Linked DNA regions of Mus musculus: regions 1, 2, 3, 4, 5 and 7 are each linked to region 6. A link is a contact called in public HiCAR-type, HiChIP or PLAC-seq and promoter capture Hi-C data. All regions are on one chromosome and are shown on one strand. The core of a region is the stretch at or near the end of the contact, and the rest is flanking DNA. Distances in the headings are between cores, read along the strand shown. Region 1 has its middle 49 kb from the start of Gm32007. Region 2 holds the start of Mtpn (myotrophin). Region 3 overlaps Plxna4 (plexin A4). Region 4 holds the start of Plxna4 (plexin A4). Region 5 has its middle 120 kb from the start of Gm32007. Region 6 holds the start of Slc35b4 (solute carrier family 35, member B4). Region 7 overlaps Plxna4 (plexin A4).

Evidence for each region. Promoter capture Hi-C pulls out the DNA fragments that hold promoters and counts their contacts. HiCAR-type assays count read pairs that join an accessible place to other places. HiChIP or PLAC-seq counts read pairs in DNA pulled down with a chosen protein or histone mark. Capture Hi-C pulls out chosen DNA fragments and counts their contacts.
Region 1: a contact with region 6 is called in an HNF4G HiChIP or PLAC-seq map of pancreatic cancer cells. The contact joins the enhancer-like site here to the promoter of Slc35b4 in region 6. A contact is called at or near these places in 9 of 39 promoter capture datasets (the 3T3-L1 cell line, the C10 cell line, cranial neural crest and 6 more), 3 of 115 datasets of contacts at active chromatin or transcription factors (astrocytes, embryonic stem cells and pancreatic cancer cells) and 1 of 9 other capture datasets (embryonic stem cells).
Region 2: a promoter capture Hi-C map of liver shows a contact between it and region 6, with 4 times the contacts expected there. The contact joins the promoter of Mtpn here to the promoter of Slc35b4 in region 6. A contact is called at or near these places in 1 of 39 promoter capture datasets (pre-B cells), 2 of 484 Hi-C or Micro-C datasets (CD4 T cells and natural killer cells), 1 of 115 datasets of contacts at active chromatin or transcription factors (thymic regulatory T cells) and 2 of 9 other capture datasets (adipose tissue and liver).
Region 3: a contact with region 6 is called in a promoter capture Hi-C map of liver, with 4 times the contacts expected there. The contact joins the enhancer-like site here to the promoter of Slc35b4 in region 6. A contact is called at or near these places in 7 of 39 promoter capture datasets (the 3T3-L1 cell line, the C10 cell line, the HPC-7 cell line and 3 more) and 2 of 115 datasets of contacts at active chromatin or transcription factors (astrocytes and embryonic hindbrain).
Region 4: a contact with region 6 is called in a promoter capture Hi-C map of embryonic stem cells, with 6 times the contacts expected there. The contact joins the promoter of Plxna4 here to the promoter of Slc35b4 in region 6. A contact is called at or near these places in 8 of 39 promoter capture datasets (the 3T3-L1 cell line, 3T3-L1-derived adipocytes, the C10 cell line and 5 more), 1 of 484 Hi-C or Micro-C datasets (cortical neurons), 10 of 115 datasets of contacts at active chromatin or transcription factors (SST interneurons, T-cell acute lymphoblastic leukemia, astrocytes and 6 more) and 1 of 9 other capture datasets (adipose tissue).
Region 5: a promoter capture Hi-C map of hippocampal neurons shows a contact between it and region 6, with 5 times the contacts expected there. The contact joins the enhancer-like site here to the promoter of Slc35b4 in region 6. A contact is called at or near these places in 10 of 39 promoter capture datasets (the 3T3-L1 cell line, the C10 cell line, cranial neural crest and 5 more), 5 of 115 datasets of contacts at active chromatin or transcription factors (the NIH/3T3 cell line, T-cell acute lymphoblastic leukemia, astrocytes and 2 more) and 1 of 9 other capture datasets (adipose tissue).
Region 7: a contact with region 6 is called in a HiCAR-type map of astrocytes, with 6 times the contacts expected there. The contact joins the enhancer-like site here to the promoter of Slc35b4 in region 6. A contact is called at or near these places in 8 of 39 promoter capture datasets (the 3T3-L1 cell line, 3T3-L1-derived adipocytes, the C10 cell line and 5 more), 3 of 115 datasets of contacts at active chromatin or transcription factors (astrocytes, embryonic limb bud and neural tube) and 2 of 9 other capture datasets (adipose tissue and liver).

Annotation. Positions count from the first base shown.
Region 1 is chr6:32,705,121-32,707,820 of GRCm38.p6, reverse strand. No RefSeq gene overlaps it. Among named protein-coding and RNA genes, the nearest start is that of Gm32007, 49 kb to the right of the region's middle. Within about 2 kb of position 1,265, at least 13 of the 459 cell types and tissues checked have an H3K27ac peak or open chromatin away from gene starts, as enhancers often do. A contact at or near this core is called in embryonic stem cells and pancreatic cancer cells, where this site is marked.
Region 2 is chr6:35,538,574-35,541,273 of GRCm38.p6, reverse strand. It overlaps Mtpn (myotrophin), which reads left to right and starts at 1,386. Exons shown (of 4, transcript NM_008098.4): 1 at 1,386-1,735. The coding sequence starts at 1,664.
Region 3 is chr6:32,395,881-32,398,580 of GRCm38.p6, reverse strand. All of the region lies in intron 3 of Plxna4 (plexin A4), which reads left to right. Among named protein-coding and RNA genes, the nearest start is that of Plxna4os1, 110 kb to the left of the region's middle. Within about 2 kb of position 1,285, at least 92 of the 459 cell types and tissues checked have an H3K27ac peak or open chromatin away from gene starts, as enhancers often do. A contact at or near this core is called in astrocytes and liver, where this site is marked.
Region 4 is chr6:32,586,835-32,589,534 of GRCm38.p6, reverse strand. Plxna4 (plexin A4) reads left to right here and starts at 1,343. Exons shown (of 32, transcript NM_175750.3): 1 at 1,343-2,231.
Region 5 is chr6:32,779,607-32,782,306 of GRCm38.p6, reverse strand. No RefSeq gene overlaps it. Among named protein-coding and RNA genes, the nearest start is that of Gm32007, 120 kb to the right of the region's middle. Within about 2 kb of position 1,411, at least 48 of the 459 cell types and tissues checked have an H3K27ac peak or open chromatin away from gene starts, as enhancers often do. A contact at or near this core is called in forebrain, hippocampal neurons and pre-B cells, where this site is marked.
Region 6 is chr6:34,175,755-34,178,454 of GRCm38.p6, reverse strand. Slc35b4 (solute carrier family 35, member B4) reads left to right here and starts at 1,401. Exons shown (of 10, transcript NM_021435.3): 1 at 1,401-1,677. The coding sequence starts at 1,601. It overlaps Gm13855 (a long non-coding RNA gene), which reads right to left and starts at 1,407. Exons shown (of 3, transcript XR_868963.3): 1 at 1,233-1,407; 2 at 91-250.
Region 7 is chr6:32,478,040-32,480,739 of GRCm38.p6, reverse strand. The region is part of intron 3 of Plxna4 (plexin A4); the gene reads left to right. Among named protein-coding and RNA genes, the nearest start is that of Plxna4os1, 32 kb to the left of the region's middle. Within about 2 kb of position 1,434, at least 78 of the 459 cell types and tissues checked have an H3K27ac peak or open chromatin away from gene starts, as enhancers often do. A contact at or near this core is called in adipose tissue, astrocytes, liver and 1 more, where this site is marked.

The sequences.
Region 1 (2,700 bases), core at 16-2,515, 1.5 Mb after region 6:
ATAGTCATTTCTTGAAATATGCCATGGCAGGTTTACACCACAAAAATAGTGTTTTTGTGTGTGTGTGTGTGTGTGTGTGTGTGTGTGTTGTGTGTGTGTGTGTGTGTGTGTAAAATGAGACTAGCTAGTCTGGCTAGCAATGCCACATGATCAGATCTGCCTATCCCCCATTCTCCCTCCACAGTTCTGGAGTCACATGACCAGCTCTTAATGTGTTTGGGATCTGAAGTCAGGTCTTCATGCTTACACAGCAAGCACTTTCTTAATCAGTATACTGAACAGTCTTCCAGGCATGGGATCTTTTTTATCTTGAGAACTTGTTTGCTATGAAAACCACTCACATCCAGGCTGCACAGCCAGAACAATGAAATTCGAATCTGTGTGTGTCTGAGGTGTGATGATTTCAGAACTCAGGTAGTTTTAAGATTCAGCTAAACTTGGACCTGGGGGCACTTTCTAAGCTAACTCCTCATTTTACACAGCAGGGGGTGGGATCAAAGGTGTAGATTAAAGCTGCCCCCCACTCCCGCAAGAAAACAAAACAAAACAAAAAACCCCACACCCCCAAACCAAAAAAACTCTGGTAGCTTCCAGGGTGATTTCCAGACCCTAGGACAATTCAACTTTCTCCTACAAAGTTAAAGGATGTGCAGCCTCATCTCTGTACCATTTGGCCTCTTTGGCTCTCCCCTCTGTCCCACATTCCTTTACCTGACCCTTCTTGTTAGCTATCAAGCAGCACTTGCTAGGAACTGAGGCTCCACATAAGGCTCCTGTAGGAAACAAGAGTCCCTGCCCTTACCATGCAGAGGAGCAACATTTCCGATGGTTCAGGATTCCTCAAAGTTGGGAATTGGGCCTTCACTCCTCAAAACATCCTGGTCCTTCTGTCCCAGGGAAGCCCCTCATCTGTATACAAAAGGATGGCCAGAGAAGGCAGCGGGCCCTTCTCCTAAGAGGGGATGAGTAATGAAAATACTTTACAAAGTACTTTCACAAGCATGATCTCATTTGGGTTGATGACCCAGGGGCTCCTGAATGGAGAAAGGAGTGGGGGGCTTGGGAATTCAAATTGCATCTCCATTGTCTTGGGAAACCCTTTCCGGCAAATAGGAGTCAGCAAATCCCCACCTTCCCATCCCTCCTTCTCAGTCCAGGAGCATTTAGAACTAATTGAATCACCAGCTCAGCTAATGCAGCCTCCATTAAGACCACAATGTCCCTAGGGAGAAGCCATTGAAGATAAGTAGAAAGAGCCACACCCAACTCCAGGATCACCCCAGCCCCCCACTGCCTTAGTCATCTTAGTGCCCCATGGACCTGCCTGTCTGACCCCTTAGATGTGTGGTGGGAGGGGCTGAGAGCAGGAATAATTTATGTACTCCATTTATTTCCTTATCCCAAGGAAAAAAATGTAATCTTAGTAGAATTGATAGATATACATTCCTAATAGGTGATGTGTTTCTCTTCTTGGTTTTTCTCTTGAAATAAACTCTTTCTCTTTTGGGGAAATTGAATCACAAAGTAAATAGCTGACTGCCCAAAGGTCGGGGGCAGGGGTGGGGGGAGCTGGAAAGGTAGCAATAAAAACTTGGTGCTCTGACTTGTTAACACTCAGACAACAGCAACTTTTATCTGAGGTAGGATGTTGGTTGGGTTTACTTACTGAATTATGCTAGCCGTTGGGTGGGGTTAGGAGATGGGGTTAGAGATGGGGTGAGGGGTTAGGAGAGGGAAGCAATCACAGCAAGACAGGCAGTCCAGGTTCTGGGAGTTGTGGGTCTGATGGCCAGGGTTAGTGTGGGAATGCTAAACTCCTATGTGTAAACGAAGAGAGGGAACTGGTTAACTTGGGTCAAGTGTGCTTTATCTCCCACCAGTGTGTTGGTGTACATGCTGTAGTTCTGTAAAGGCTGAACACTTACCAAGTCCTTCCAGAGCTCTCTTTCCATGCTCAAGTCACCATGACTATATCACCATATACACACTGCACACGGCAGGGCTCCCAGGGCTCCTCTCCCATCCCCCACGCAGCTCTGTGCCAGGGATGAAAGCGTGTCTGATTTGTAAGTTGGCCTTTCAGTTTCACCTGGTCTGTCTGCGCTCCATCTCCACTGTCTGGATTTCCTGGGTGATGATAGAGCAGGCAGCCATCAGCCAAGTCAGTCCAGCGCTGCTGAGGGCCCTGGTGATTAACGGTCAGTGTTTAGGTCAGCGATGAATTCTTTCAGAGAGGTTTGAGCTTTCCCTTTTAAAAAGAGAACAACACATTTGCATGTTGCATCACAGTATCTTTTTCTGAGAAAGATTGAACAAGACAAAAAAAAAGCACACAAAAATAAAAATATTATTTGCCACCACCCAGGAACAAATACTGCAAGTGTTTCTTGCCAACTTTTTAACTAAAATGTGAAACACACACACACACACACACACACACAATACATGTATTTATATTCACACATATATCTACATAAGAGTACAGTCTCCATGATCCAAAGTGTACCCTCTTATCCAGAGTGGCTTTATTTTGGCTATATACCTATATATCTATTGTTTCACCAATAGAAGGGCAGTCTCAGAGATTAGAGTGGAGTTGAAAAATCAACTAGTGATGTCTCGGGTGTTCTTCATTGTGTAAGGACACTCTGTGACACCCACACAACACTGAAATTATCAAAGACACACTCATTAGAACAT
Region 2 (2,700 bases), core at 137-2,636, 1.4 Mb before region 6:
CACAAATTTTTAATGATGCTACGCATGTTTGTTAGCGGTCATTTGTTGGTCAGGAAAAGCTCCTAGTTTTTAATTGCCATCACACACTTAAGTATTTTCCACCATAGAAAGTAAATGTACATAATTCACGTTGTTGAGTTGGCAAGATGGCTCAACCAGGAAAGATGCTTGTGACAAAGCCCGATGGTGACCTAAATTCAGTCACTAGGACCTACATAAGAGTACTCTCCCACAAGTTGTCCTCTGAGTTTACACGTATGCACACTCATGCCCACATCAGTGCATCTGTACACAAGCACGTACGTATGCAATTAAAAAGAAATAAACCTACTGACACCGTTGTCTCAACTACGTGTTGAAGATTTCCTTCTGAGAAAAAAAAAGTTTTATTCTTTCCTTTTTATTTCCTTCTGGTGGATGTCCCAAAGAAACTGCATGGTTGAGGAAAGGGAGAAGAAAGGCCAAGAGTGGTAGTGGGAGAGAGAGGAGAAAAGACCAAGGGAGAGAGCCCCACCCAGCCACTGATGTATGAGAATAGGAATAGAGTTTGATGCCTAAAGGTAAAACAAACCAGTAGGTCCCACACGTATGCACTCAACAGGAAGCGCTAAGTGGGTTCAGAGAGCTCAACACAAGACCCGAGCACTGCTGCAGAGATGGCTCAGAGGTTAAGAGCACTGGCTGCTCTCGCAGAGGAGCCCGGCTTGGTTCCCAGCATGGCCCATATGAAGGCTCACCGCTGTCTGTATCTCTAGCTCTCTCAGATTTTATGCTTCCTCTTGCCTCTTCGGGCACTCGCACACATTGGTTCACATAAATGTATATATTCTGTCAAAACTATCATACACGTAAATGAAAATTTGGTTTTTGGTTTTTTGTTTTTGGTTTTGTTTTAAGAAGAGAGGTCACATAAAGTTGTGAAGGAAAAGTAGTGGTGAAGTGGAGAAGGGATTCAGGAATGAATTTGTTCAAAACATACTATATGCATAGATGAAAGTCTCAATAAAAATGTTTTGAGAGTGGGTTGGTTTTTTGTTTTTCCTCTTTTACTAGTTTAAAGTGGGATAGTAAGAGAGAGAGAATCTAAACACATTATTATTATTATTATTATTATTATTATTATTATTATTATTATTAGTTATTTTTAGAATTATTAGAAAGTGAGCCCTGGAAACTAACGTTCCCCTCTGTCGTGGAACTGGAGTGTCCTACTCCCATCCAACACCTCCCCAGGTTCAGCCCCTGATTTTCCTGACCTCCAGGAACATTCTACTCAGCCTCACGGCCCCGCCCATTGGAACCACGCCTCTACTCTGCCTTGGCCGGCCAGGATAATGCGCCTGCGCAAAAGTGGCTCTCCTGAGGTAAGCAGTCGGGGCGGGGTCCCGAGCAGAGCTTTCTGGAGAGAGGAAGAGGAAGAGGAAGTGGGAGGCGGGCCCTAGCGGGGCGTGAACCGGAAGTGTAAGCGTCCTGCTTCTCCTCAGCTAGGCGGAACCTGCTCTGCTGGGCCCAACGGCTGCAGAAGAACTTTCTCCCGCCCGAACCGTAGCCGCGACCCGCAGTCTCGCCCGCTCAGCGGCCTGAGGCGCGTCGCTTTCTCGTGTCCCCTCGTCGGGCCTAATCGCCGCTCCTGCCCGGCCCGCCGGCCCACCCCGCTGCAGTCATGTGCGACAAGGAGTTCATGTGGGCCCTGAAAAACGGAGACTTGGATGAGGTGAAGGACTATGTGGCTAAGGTGAGCGGGGATGCGCGGCGCTGATGCTGCGCTGCGGCGGGGTGGGTGGTCGTGAAGCCCAGGGCGTGGGGGACACCGGGAGCTGGGCCAGCTTGGGAGACTCGTGGACGCCGCAGGGCCTGGATCTGGGTGGCTCCTCGGTGCCAGGTAACCGCTGTGTTGTTGCTAAGGCGGCTGTGGCCTGTCCCAGCCCCGCAGGTAACGGGCGCCTGGTTGTCTCCCTCGATCGGCACGGGCCGGCCCTCTAATACCCCGGGTACTGCAATCTTTGAATGAGGCATTTCTCCATCTTGGCCTCGCACCGGGTTCCTGAGAAGGAAACCCGAGCAGTTCGAATCGGGAACGATTTCCTGAACGTGCGGCCTGGTGGAGATGGGGAGGATTCAGAGGATCCGTCACCCGTGAAATGAGCTGCCCCAAAATAGCCATAGTTAAATTTCTGAAACTTGGTGTCACTTCGCTCTGAAAGTCTTTAACTTGGGTGTGGCCTTTTTCCTCTCCACCACCACCACATAATATGTGTATGTGTGTGTATCGTTTGCTTCGAGTGGTAAGGTTGCCATTTGGCATCTGGGGTGTTGGGAAATCGGAGTAGTTTTCAAAAAGCCTTTTAACTTGGGGTACTCCATTATTTCATCTGAAGTCCGCGCGCGTGTGTAGTAAATAGTACTGCAGTCTGATCACGCTATGTTTGGGATATGGTTAAGAAACCCAAATTCAAAACCATACTTGGAGGTACTTGGAAAGTTCTGACCTGGCCTGCCTTTGGGTCTTAAATTGCTCCTTTTGTAATTGTAAGGAGAACTTCTATAGTTTTATTATTATTATTATTATTATTATTATTATTTTCCGAAAGTAGAATTTTGTGACAACTGTGAACATCTTGGTCCTCTTCAAAAAGTGTGAGCCTGCGGTCAAGATTTTAAATCTTAAAAGGTGTGAGCGGTGGCATCCTGCCTCACAGG
Region 3 (2,700 bases), core at 36-2,535, 1.8 Mb after region 6:
CTTCATATGTTGTTCCTCTGAAACTATCTACCTTGTTCATTCACTTTTTTTTATCTCTCCCTCTTTGCCCTGCTCTCCATCTCCAGAGTCTCCTATTGGCCTGGTAGTTGCCAAGTAGGTCAGGCTGGCTGCCAGCAACCCACAGCGATCTGCTTGTCTCCACTTCCCCAATGCTGGGATTATAAGCATATGCCACCATGCCTGGCTTTATGTCACATGTGTCCTAGGGTTCAAGCCTTATCTTTTAAAGAGGAGCTCTTTGCCGACGGAGCCATTCCTTTAGCCCCTCTGCTAAGATGCTTTAACACAAAGTACCTTTTTTACTCAAAGACATCTCTAAGTTGAGTGTGAAAAAACCTTTTGTAGTGCATTAAACAATGAGCCTGCTCAATTCCACCATATCTCAAATGGTGGGTATCATACTCAAAACTACTCGGTGGGGGGTGTGCTTTTCGAGAATGCAAAATTCTCACTAAGTAGGTCTTGGGTGACACATGAGATTGGGCATTTCTAATGCGCTCCGAAGCTCTGGGTACTTGAACCATATACTGAGTCTAGACTAGACCGAAGTATGGTCTGTGAACAATGTGTTAATGGTCTGTTCAGGGCAGATATCAGAGGGTGAAGACTTGGAAATGCACACAGCACTTCGATATTGTTCGGGATCAGGGGGTATGCCCAATGAATTTGCATGCTGTCATTTGCTATTTTATTTTTTCTAGTCATTTGCTTGGTATTTGACAAATGTATCCTTCTACGAAAGACTGGAAAATTTTCACCAAATGGCTCTCTACCACAGAAAGTTTGAGAAGCCTCGGGTTAGAGAATACCTCTGAGACTTTCAGATGTTCTGAGCTCCCGGACAAAAGTACCCTGTCTAGGGCAACATATCCTGGAGACGGTAATCCCTGCTAAGGATTTCCAGCAAGGTTTTTGGCATCATCCCATCTCCCCCTGTTTTCCACGCTCAGTTCAGTGTTTCCTTTTCTGAGGCAGAATTCCAGTGATCTCAGACAAAGGTTAAGCTTATCAGGAGGGCTGTGCCAGGAAATGCCAGGAGACTGGGTGCCAGGTCACCTGTGTGCAAAGCCCTGAGGTGCCATCCCAAACCTGGGCAGCTCACTCTCTCCCTTCCCAGCGGGCTCTCCTTCTACTGTGGCAACCATCTGCCCCACTTCTGAGAGAGAGAAAAAACAGGCTGAAAAACAGGCCCAGAGAAGGCTTCCTGCCCCACTGGCTGGAAGGGGAGGGCTGGGTTAATGAAGCCAAGTGCAGTTATGAGGGGAACCGGGCCAGCTGGAGCTCTCCCAGGCTTGACCTGCAGTCCTTTGGCAGGACCCGGGCTGCTGGGGGAGTGGCTAGAGACAAAAACATAGTCTGGTTTTCTCTCAGCAGAGGAGGTCTTTGTTGCTCTTGGACTACTGTGAGCTGTCAGGCATACTGGCCAGCCCTGGTGGGATGACCCCGGGGAGTGAGGACTGGCAGGACTGGCGGGTCTTCTTTCAAACTTGCCTTCTTCCTCCCATTCTCCAGCCTTGATGTCTGGTCCTGAGTGGAAGAGCTGATAGACCCTTCTAATATTTAGTCATTCAGCCAGCCAGTCAGTCAGTCAGCCAGTCAGTCAGTCAGTCAGTCAGTCAGTCAGCCAGTCAGTCAGTCAGTCAGTCAGTTGTTGGTCAATCATCTAGGCTTTTTGTTTGTTTGCTTGCTTTGTTTTGTTTTTTGAGACTGAGTCTCACTAAATAGCCCAGGCTGCTCTTAAACTCACAATCCTTTCTCCATCTTCCCAAGTGCTGAGATTGCTGTTGTACACCACTGTGCCCAGCTTTCATTGCCTGTCAATAGACGGGGTTCTTTTTGCCTTTCTCTTCTGAGCTTCAGGGAATCCCCTACATAGAGCCGCTTCATGGATGATCTCACAATCTTTACTAAATGTTAATTAAAGTACAATCACTCAGAGAGCAAAGGGATCAGTGGTGAATAACTATGCTCCAAATGATCTCACATCATTTGCAGATCAACCACTCCAGCATTCAAAACTGATATGATGTTGATCAGGCCCAGGTTTAGTTGAGGGGTTAGATTTTGATGTGTGCTTATGATTTATTGGATGATCCTACACTGCTTCATCCTTCAGTTTGTGTAATTTGTGAGTGAGGTATCATGTTGGTCACAGGAGGATGTGCCATTGAGAAACTCGTGTGTGTGTGTGTACACATGGGTGTGCATCTGTGTACGTTCATGCTTTCCCCCTTTTATATAAAAAGAGATTCTACATATGGTGGTGCTTCTAGTGTTTTTTTCCAGTGAAGAAGATGAACGTTGCTAGCTTGTGGTTACAACCAGACAAAGGAAAGGTGATTGGACTAACTGGGGGTGGTGTTCTGCTGTACTAGGCAAGAACACATGTAAAATTGGTGTCAGCATGAGTGTCTGCCCGCCCAGCTCTAGAGGCTGGTATAGCTGTGAGCCTCCTGTTCCCTCTGGCTATTTAGAACTCAGGTCACTACCCAGCTTTACTAAACCAGTTCCTGGGGTTAGGTGTGATGCACAGACCCAGGGTCATATGCTAAGCTCTCTGATTGACTCAGGATCTGGCCCATGGCAGTGACCTCATTAACCAGGGACTCACAACATTGTGTGAAGCTCAACTTCAGCATACACATTTCCTGAAAAGGGAAAGCAAGGGAGTTAGGGGTT
Region 4 (2,700 bases), core at 94-2,593, 1.6 Mb after region 6:
CACTTGATTCATTGTGTCCTTCTGGTGGGAGCACTTTCAACAAGGTCCTGGGTGGTAAGTCCAACCCGACCCAAGTGTGCTACCTGCCCGGAAGCTTGTCCAACTTGTCACCTCGAAAGTCTACCGAGGGTATAACTTTGATGTTTGTGAAAACATTACCCCTATAAGAAGGGGAAGGAATTTATACCACTGTCAACCTTTTCCTAGTAAGCAGATTCTGAGAGGTTTTGGTGGGAGGGACAGTTATGCGCAGGAAGTGACTGAGGTTGAAGAAAGTGTCATGGGAGAGTGGGTCAGGAACCCCAAACCATAAGCTCCTGGAGAGGTCTTTCTTTGATGAATGGCTAGTCTTACTGAACTTGGCTGACAGAGCCATTTCCTTGAACTTAGCATGCAGAGTTGGGTAGACAAATAGGTGGGCATCCTTTTGAAAATTGTTTTATTTTTATTTATTTATTTTGGTCGTTGGGCTCATTAACTGGAGGGGGTCTTTGTAGAGATATTCTAGATAGTGCAGCCTCACCTATTTCCCTGCCTGCCAGATGCTCTCTCAATTTAAGCAACCTCTGGATTTCTTCCTTTGGGCTTCTGAAACTATTCTGATGTTGGCAATGTCTGGGTTATGTTTAGGACATGGCCCAGGACCTAGGGCTTCAGAGACAGTGAAGCAAGGTCAGCCTCTGGACAGATCAGGTTACCTAACAAGCTCTGTGGCATTGGCCATTCATTTCTGTCCTAGGACTAGAAGAAACCTTGGGTTTGGGCATCCTCTAGTGCTCTGTGTAGGATTACCTTGGTTGGTGGGGCTGGACAGGGATTCTAGGTTAGGAATGGATGTATGTTTGGCTGGTGTCTGTTAGGAACACCCAGAAGTGCCTCTGACCGCCTGCACCACATGCCTGCTTGGGAGTATGCCCCGATCCAAGTGCACTTGGTGGCACCATATATGCACCACTCTGCCCTGTGTCTCCACCGCCAGGGTGACTCGAGGAAGCCAAGAAGACCCAGGGGGTGTCTGCAAACGTCCACACTGGGGAAGAGCAGGCGGGCCAGTGGCGGCAGCGTGCGGGGAAGCGCCCCCTGCCCCCTCTGCCGGCCGCTCTACCTTGGTCTAGATGTCAGTCGCGAGCTCCGAGCCAGCTAGCGAGCCAGAGAGGGAGCGGCGGCGGCGGCGGCAGCGGCGGCGGCGGCGGCGGGCCGCGGGCGGCGGGGAGGGGAGGAGGCGAGGAGAGGGAGGGAGGAAGGGAAGCAGGGAGGGCGGGAGGGAGGAGAGGAGGACCCAGAGAGCGCCAGGCAGCTGGAGTTTTTGCAGCGCTTGGCCGGGCTTCAATGCACAGCAGCAGCGAGCCGCGGCGGCAGCAGGCAGCCCGGGAGCTCCGGCGGCGGCCGAGCCAGCGGCGGCCCCGCTCCCTGCCCCCTGCAAACTTTGCGAGCAGCCCGCCCGGGGGGCCGGGGACGCGCCTGGGAGGCTCGGCTTGGACTACGGCCGCGCTCTTGGCCGCCGCAGCGCTAGCCGCCGCCGTCGCTGCTACCACCGCAGCTCCGCGCCTCCCCGGGGAGCTGCCGGCGGCTTCCGAGGCCCCCCAGCCCCGGCCCCTGGGCACTGCCCGGCTAGTCCCCGGCCAGGGTTGGGGGCGACAGCGGCGCAGCCAGCCCCGGGCTGCCAGGGGGTGGCCGTCACTGCCCAGGGAGGCGCGCAGAGGATCGGAGAGCGCTCCCCGGCGGGTCCCCAACGTACTCGCCGCCGCGCCCGGGCAGCGGCCCGACCCGGCTAGCATGGGCGGCGCGGAGTGACGCCGCCGTGCCCGCTTGGCATCAAGGACATTCAGCCCGCGGGGGTGGGGACGAAGGGGGGCAGCCCCGCGTCGCCGCCGCAGCCCCTGAGAGCCACCGCTGTCGCTGCTTGGGCTCCGGGGCTGGATGGAAGCTAGGGGTGCTTGGAATTGATCTTCATTTCCTGACCTTTTTGTTGGACATTACGCCCACCTTGGACGCTGCAAGAGGAGCTGTCAAGCCCGGCAGGCTCTGATTTGGCCCCCTCCGTTTTTCTCTGCTGCTCGTGGCTTCCCCGTGCCTCGGTGGAGTATTTGCGTTCGGGGCTGGGGCTGGAGGAGGCAGCCACACGCGCGCACACGCACACGTTCAGAGGAGGGCGAGAGGCAGCGGTACAGGCACCATCTGCAGTGTCAATGCGGCGCTGGGGCTGAAGGAGGGAAACGCCGCGCTTCCAGGTAAGGAGCCGCCGGCCGGGCACAGGGCCAGCTGGGCAGAGCGGGCGGAGGTGGCGAGTCCGGTCCCGGAGTCCTCGCCTGCTCTGAGGCAGCCCACTACACACACACACGCACACACACACACACACACACACACACACACACACACACGCAAAACACAAATCGCGTGCGCGCACACACACATACTCACACACAGGCACACACTGCGCTCACGCACCTGCCCACGTCCCACCTGGACACCCGCGTAGGTGCATCGCAGCCGGAGCAGGGATTTCCCGTGTTCTTCTCCTCTCCGGACCTAGACTTCTCTTCCCCAGGACTTTCAGGGTGGGATTCAGTAAATGACTGACTCTCCTATCCAGCCTGGTAGGATGAGGGAACGATTTTGCTGTTTCTAGCTCCTTTCATTTCCTAACTGGTTTTTATAAGACAGGAGAAGTCATGGGAGGTCTTATGAGACCCGCCCAGT
Region 5 (2,700 bases), core at 162-2,661, 1.4 Mb after region 6:
GTGTGAAAATGGGGGGTCGGCACAATCAATGTGAGCAACTCTATTAAAACAGGACATATGTGACATCTGATCTATGAGTCTCCTACCTGGCACATTCAAGTAGCACAAGTCACGACAGCTAGCTTGCAAATAGAAACTGGAAGGGTAGGAAGACCGAGGTGTATGGAATATTATACAGTCACGCACAGTAATACAAATGGGTGGACTATGGCTACACACATACACACAGACGATGCTGTTGAACACAAGTCCACTGCTGGAGCTGAGAACAGAGCTCGATTGGTAGAGTACTTACTAATATGCTTTAGGCTCTGGGTTTGAGCCGTAGCACCGTATGAAACCTAGTGATGCACACCTGTAATCCAGCACTTTGGGCATGAAGGCCAGAGGATCTAAAGTTTCTTACCCTTGGCTACACAGCTAAAGCCTGGGCTATGTGAGATGCCCCCCCCCCCAAAGAAAAGACAAACTCTGTAGATTTGTGGGTAGTGTGGGTAAAGGATGCTTTTGTAGCAACTCTATTTCAAAACCAAAAATCATCACTAATGAATAGCAATGACCTTACTGTGTGTGTGCAGTTTCCATCCATGGGAGTAAGGGGATGGGGCTCCAGGTCCTGCTGATGGTTCAAGTCTTTGAGTACTCAGTCTGTTTGCTTGAGGTCTCACTACTCTCTAGGGCTGTCTTGGAACGTCTGGATTTTATGAGTGTGAGCAATTCCCTCCCCCCTGCCCAGCCTCCCGAATAGCCAAGGTCACAGACATGCATTTCCATGCCTGGCTGGTATATTTAATTTCTAATAATTTGTTGAGATTCATATTTACAGCTTACATTTTATGATAACAAGGATTGAAAATAAATATGCACAAGTTTGGGTTGTTCCTACATCAAGGATTGCCACACTCGATGACAATTTCAGTAAGCCCTGCTCCAAGCCATCTCTCTGCACAGAATATTTATGTCCACCACCTCCCGTCCCAGTAATCCTATTATTCCCATTTTCAGATAGGGAAACTGGGGCTTGGAGTTTACATAATTTGTTCAGAGTCTCACAGCTCGTAAACTGGACCTTAATCCTTCCCTCTGCAGAAGGCTTTCTCCCACCTACTTTCAAAGTCCCCTTTTGCGCAGCCCAGCCTGGTTCTATTCTATAGCCCTTGAGAGTTCCAATTGCTTAAACGCCGCTCCCCTGCCCCCCACCTCTTGTCTAGTACGCGTTTGTAGAGTATAATTCTGTGGGCCGAACCAATCGAAGCCCCTACTCTTCCTCACCTTACCCTCTGTCATGAGTGCTGCAGCAAACTTCCTGAGGTTTCAGGCAGAGGGAAAATGACTGCAGAGCCTCCAGCCTGTGGCTGATGCTAATTTTGCTCGTTGGGGTCTGTCAGACAATTTCCCTACTTCCTTTTTTTACTTCCCTTGAGTTCCAAGACATCTGTGCGACTGCGTGGAGCTCCCTCCCTCCTCCTGCCACCCAGGAAGCCAGAGACTGAGAGGCGGCTGAGCTGTGCGCCCACTGTGTCTGCCACCGGAGGGTGTCCCAGGTGCAGCCACTCAGCGGGCCCCAGGTGGGCCACTGGGGTACCGGGCCCAGAGCCCAGCCGTGCTAAATAAAGCTCTCAGGGCCACGTGCCTGCTAGGTTCTCAAGGTCTTCTGAGGTGAAAGATGGGAAGGAATGTAGCAGTTGGGCTGGAATTTTCCGCCTCTACTCTAGCAATTTGTTACTGGTGTATTGGTTTTCGAAGCTAGGCTGCTCAATAACACAGATACAAAGCAGCCCCGAGTAGGGCTGCGTGAAATATCACCAGCGCAGCTTCGGCCACCTGCCTTCAGAAGGAAGGAAGGAAGGAAGGAAGGGAAGGAGGGAGGGACGGAGGGAGGGACGGAGGGACGGAGGAAGAAGGACGAAAAGAAAGAAATCGAAGTCCCATAAATCTATACATTTTTCCTGCGTAATTGTGACCACAATCTCAAGTTGTCCTGAACTGCTAATTATTTGTACCTAGCCTTCAAACCTCCCCAACCTATTCCTTACTCTTGGAACATTCTGTTGCCCAAAATGCCACCATCTTCCTGTTGCCCGAGCCTGGCTGTCCATGGATTTCTCCTTCACCCTCTAATGCCCCCAGACTTCTAGAACAATCTATTTGGCCCTGACAGCCTTTTAGAGTCACGAGAACATAAGCCAATCCTTTGTTTTATAGACAGCTTGAAGACACATAAATAATGTCCTATGTGAGGATTACAGGGCACTAAAAAGGTTACAGGCAGTCTATAATATCCTACAGGGAAATCTCTATAAATCTGTAGGGGGTGGGGTGAAGGGCCAAGCTCTTCCGGTTCTTTCCATAATCTCTCGCTGCAGGGTGCAATAAATACTGTTCATTGTCACCTCCCTAAAAGTTAACACTTTCCCTCCTGACAGATCTTGAGTTTGTGAGGGTGACTAAGTCTCTTAGGAAGCAACCACCTTTCCCCAACCCAGCAAAGAATCTTCATTACGATTCTAAGCCAAAATGGTAATTCTACTTCCCTTGCCAGTGATTGGCTTGGGGCCGTGCATGTGATATTATGCTAGCCAATGAGGAGGGAGGGAAGTCTGCCTCATGTTTCTGGAAATGTTAAAAAAAAAAAAAAGAGGTGTGAATGAGGTTGGAGTCTATTTCCTCTCGTGGCCACAGACATCACAGCGTGAGTAT
Region 6 (2,700 bases), core at 152-2,651:
CTCAACAGCTCTCAGCTTCAGCTACAGAAATCACCCGGGGAAACTCTGAGAATGCCAACGTTCAAGCACTCCAGTCAAAACTGGCCATACCTGGATGGGAGAGATGCTTTTGTGGTTGAGAGCACTGGCTGCTCTGGCAGAGAACCCAGGTTCAACTTGGAGCACTCAGGGAATGGCTTACAACCTCTGAAACTCCAGCTCTAGATCGGATGCCTTTGTCTGGCCTCTGAGCGCACCTGAAAGACATATGCTGCGCACATACAATGCTCACGTCAGCATTTAAGTGTTGAAAGGAAGCACGTGCCTTTTACCCTTCAGCTGAAGTCTTGTGGCATCAGTTACTGAGCCTCTTGGTGTTCACTCCGATTCAACAGCAATAGCAAGAAAGACTGCATGGTGACCATCAACTATGTACATAGGCCAGTGCCTTTGTGTTCTGTGTTTGTACACCTAGCAAGACCAGTTTTTCATAGATGCGATGAATTAACAGCCCTATTTCTTCCTATTATGTAAGACTAGTGCTACTGCTCAGAACTGTGCCCCTTCATACGTGTGATTGCATCAGCAGTGACACCACATGATGGGAGGCAATTTAGGGGATAAACATAAACACTCCGAAGTTTTCCTCAAGATTCACAACTAACTTGCCAGTGGCTTCCCCAACTTGTGACCCAGAGATCTCATCAGAATCCTGGCGCCTGCATGCTCTAAATGATGGTTACTGAGCACAATTTTTATTTGTGGTCCTGAACTTTGAATTTTCAATAAGCTCTAGTGCATTCTGAAATTGGGAATGTCTGTCTTTCAAAGGAGACTAGAAACAAGAACTATGGCAAAAAGAATGCCTTTTATCAGTTAAATTCAATATTTAATGAGCACCTTAAGCTGGCAAAATGCCAGCACAAGACATGTGTTCAGTGTCTCTACAAAAATCACGACATAAAGCAATACATTTACTGTATTAGTCTATTCTACAACAACTATTAGTAAGACAGGCCTATCTTCCCCTGTGATGAGAGTGGAGTACTAAGCCAATGCTCTAAACAGGCAGTTTAAGCCAAGGCTCAATCTCAAAACTTTTAGGTTCGCTGTTGTCCTAGAATTCGGTTTAGATGTTACAGGAATTTCTACATTCTCTCAGTTGCAGGTGAGTTGTTACAGATGCTAGAATACTCTAATGAGAAGTCAGTTACAGGGAGCACACAAGCTATTTCGTTGAATCCCATTCCAACCTTTATGGTACTGAACACGAACAGCATTGGGACTTCATTTCCCAGAAGGCAGTGCGACACCGACTCACGCGAGCCTTCGGGGGAAACTTGCCTGTTTTTTTCACGCCTGCCGTAAAGGCGCGCGGTCTGCTGGGACATGTAGTTTGGTTAGCCCTAGGACGCCCCCTCAAATGAATGGGACCGGGTATGACTGAGAACTACAGCTCCTGGTCTGGCCGCGTCGGTGGCAGCTGCGGAGGAAGAGTTGATCAAGACGGCCCTCAGGGAGGGAACCGCTGGCGGTGGTGATGTTGCGCGCGGATTTTCTAGGGTAGCGAACTGAAAGGGCGCTTTTTCTGCGCGCTGGCTCCCCGTGCCCCGCACCGGCCATGCGCCCGGCCTTCGCGGTGGGCCTGGTGTTCGCAGGCTGCTGCAGTAATGTGATCTTCCTAGAGCTGCTGGCCCGGTGAGTGACCCTCTCGGGCCGCGCCCGGGTTCTCGAAGCTGGTCCGGGGTTGCTAGCCCTGGCCGCCTCCCTAGTGCGCTGCACGGGATACCCACGCAGTCAGCTACTCTGCAGCCCTGGCACTCCTCCATTCGTTAGCATCCAGGTGACAGGAACATCCAGAGTGCTGCTGTCGGCATCTCCAAGCCACACTTTGGGGAGTTTGAAGCCTGGAGACTTTCTCACGTGACCGATCCTAGGTCTCTAGGAGCACCCTCTCCAACTACTACTCATCCAACTCTAGCACCTTTCGCTGACCAGTGAATGAATGACACGTGTCTGTCTGGAGCAAAACTTTTCTCACAGAAAGTTTTGTGTGTGTGTGTGTGTGTGTGTGTGTGTGTGTGTGTGTGTTGACATGTTTTGCGAAACATTTGTTTTTGTTGGTCGTAGAGATAGATGGTTGTGAGCACTTGGCTTAGACTCATATGTGAGTGATGTGGTGCAGATAACAACTGAGCTGTCACCATGGTCCCTGGGCATTTCGCACATCACAGTCTTTCGTTGAGAAGCGTGCTCTTTGAAGTGTAGATTGGGAACAGGATTGGCTTTGTGGTGTGGTGTCTTGCAAATAACGTTGGGTAACTATGTGCAAAGTTCAGTAGGCAGAAGTTAGAAAAGAGACAGGAGATGAACTGGAAAACGATTAGGACTAAACAGCTCCAGTTAGTTATTTAAGGTTTGGAGCTTCGGTCTCCTTTTTCAGACAGTTCAATACTCAGTTCAGAGTCACTAGCTACAGGTTTCTATCTATATACTGCTTAGGGCAACCCTGTGACCAAGAGTTACATTGTTTTGTTGAAAGTGAAACAGATGCAAAGTTGGGCATCTTTTCACTATTTGGAAGTGGCAGAGCAAAAATGGGCTGGACTGTATCTGTCTAAGCTCCTAGCCCAGTAACATTTCCAGATGCCTTCCATTTTTGAACTTGAGTTTTGAACATGGTGTGATGTCTGTTGGAAATTTATCCTGTTTGATACTGTT
Region 7 (2,700 bases), core at 185-2,684, 1.7 Mb after region 6:
AGACTAATTTTAATTCTCCCTCTAAAGCGTCAAGACCCCAGGTGGTGTGACCTTGACACAGTACTGGCCTTTTCCTCTGTGCCTTACCCTGTGCCTTACCCTGTGGGACCTTCTGCTGGCTAACTGTCTGCACTATCGTTCATCCTGGCTCTGTATCTTACCACCTTTCTTTGAAGCTTTGAACTCTTCACCTGCAAAAGTGCTGTCCACCCTACTCTCTTGCCTGTGACACTCTCCTCTCTTTTGTAACATCGCTCACATTGCCCCCCGGCAGAAGGACTTAGACCTTGGTGATCACCCCAACTTCTCAGTGTGTTTTGATTTCTCTGACAGCCCCTCAATTATGTGTCCTGGGTGATTCCCAGGAATGGCATTGATCAAACCGAAGGCCTTTGTTCTTGGGAATTGATTTCCTCTAATGTGACTGAAACTGACATGGGGTGGCCCTGGTGTGTTGAGATGTGAGCCTGGCCTTTCTTAGGTGACAACATCTATTTCTCATCACTTCCCATCCCCTTTAATAGCATAATATGCATTGCACTTTAGGGTGGGACCTACCTCCTAGAAATAGCTGCTTATTTTGTCCTTTTTTGCAAGTGTCAAGTCCATTCTCTTGAGTGACTTTCATGCCATCCTCCCTCCATCAGAAAGGTTTGTGGTTGCAGAGGTTGGAGCCAAGAAACCTTACTCCAGCTGAAGAACTGTCCTGGCACCATGACCCAGTGGTTGGAACCCTCGTAAATGTTTTACTCCAGGATCTGCAAACCGAAAGCCTCACTGTGACACATACTAAGAAACCTTGGGGGAACTGGTCAGCAAGTCACCAGCAGGGCAAGCCAGAAAGGGAAGCTTATCTCAGTGGAAGAACTTGAAAGTTTGCAGTTGTGACAAGTTTCCATTCTTTTCTGTAAAGGACAAGGGAGATTGTCCTCTTTGTTGGGCTTATATTATTGGCAGGAGGCAGAGCAATGGGCTCCAGCCACTTCTGCCTTCTGCCCACTGTTGTATCTATAAATACTCCACCACATAATATCCTGATGGGGTAGGGAGGGACTTGCTGGGACATGGGCCATATCTCTACAGTGAGAATGCTTGGCACTGCTTGTTCTTCATCCAGATCTTAGCAGTTCTGATCATCTGTGGACTTGCTGTGAGCCTTCAGCTTCATTGCCCAGGTCTGGGAGACCCTGGGAAGTTCAGGGTGTCCATGTCTCAGCTCCTTCAGCCTGCCACCTGCTGGCCACACTCTGGCCACTGCTCCTCATGGGCTTAGTGTCCCTCTAAGGGGAACTTTTTGCCTGCCACCTATGTTGTAGGGGCCAGTAGTGTCTGTCACTTCTCAGCTTGTCCAAGTGATGTTTCCCTGAGCACTCTGAGGCCCTGAGGCTGCTCTGCAAGATGAGATCATTGGTGCTAAATTTATCTCTGCTGACAGCCCGGAACTGGGTTCCAGGGCCCCTGCCTGGCTTGGGAGGTAGTCAGCCAGGAGGGGGATGGGTAGGTCTGCGGAATGATCTGCCCTAGCTTTTGCTGTGATCACTGTTGTCTGGTGAGAGGAGCTTTCTTTCTTCCTTAGACAATTCTTCCCGCTGTCTTTTGATCCTACGGGGTTCTCTGTATCAAGCGTTTGCTTTTCTACTCATAGCAGATCTTGGCAGCTTACAGGGTCAGTCTGAAGCTTAGGTAAGATGATACAGAAGATATTGAAAACAAAACAACACCACCACCACAATAAAACAAAAACAAGGGCAGGTTTGAGGAACCCTTTAGAGATGGGTATTTCATGTTTGGAACAATTGACCAGGATAAACATTAAAACTAACAAGCAAGAGTCAGTGAGGAAAATATTTCTGAGCAAGGCAAGATCTGGCTTTGTGCTTACAAAGACCTTTCTGTAGTCCAAGAAAAAGAAATGAAAATATGGAAAAAATTTGTTAAAAGCAAGTATGAGGGAAGGGAAGGGAATCTTAGGGGTGTGTGTGGGGGGGGAAGAGAAATGCCAGGTTGACTCCGACTGACCTCTTGGGAGATAGCAGAGGGGCTTAAAGCTAACAACTTCCTTGAGTTTCCTACTAAGCACAGGTGCTGAGAAACCCATGCCCACACACGTGGCTTTGATGCTTGGCTTATCAGACAAGGTTCGAAATGCTGCAGGTATGTCCTGCTGGGTGGTTTAAGATGGCACAGTATGTTTAAGAGTCTGGAAAATAAACAAGCAAGCAAATAACAAGGTAGGGAGTGCTGTACAAGGTGAGCCAGCACACATACGTCCTGCTTTGCTCTCCTTTGAATGCAGTCACTGGGAGCCTAACGCAGGAAGGGTAATCGGGTGGGTGACTGGGATCAGAGGGTGAGAGTTCTGCTCCCCCTGCCCCTCCCTCCATTTTGGCAAATACTTTAGAGTTCCAGGAGTTAGTAACAAGAGCTGGTGGGTCCTTGAACAAACCAGACCCCCAAGAACTCAAAGGGAAGATAGAGCTCTGCTCCCTGCCAGGGGGCTGAATGAGAGCTAACTTCTAGGTCATCCCTAGGGGTTCCAACAGAGGCAGAAGAGCTTTTCTGCTGGAAATCTCAAGTCAGTAGCCCCTTCAGGGGAGCCCAAGGACAAGGAGAGGGTGGGACCTGCCTCACCATGGACCAGCAATATGCTAGGTTCCTACTGCTGTGAATACATTTCAGGGGCTTGCTGAGTTAAGGCCA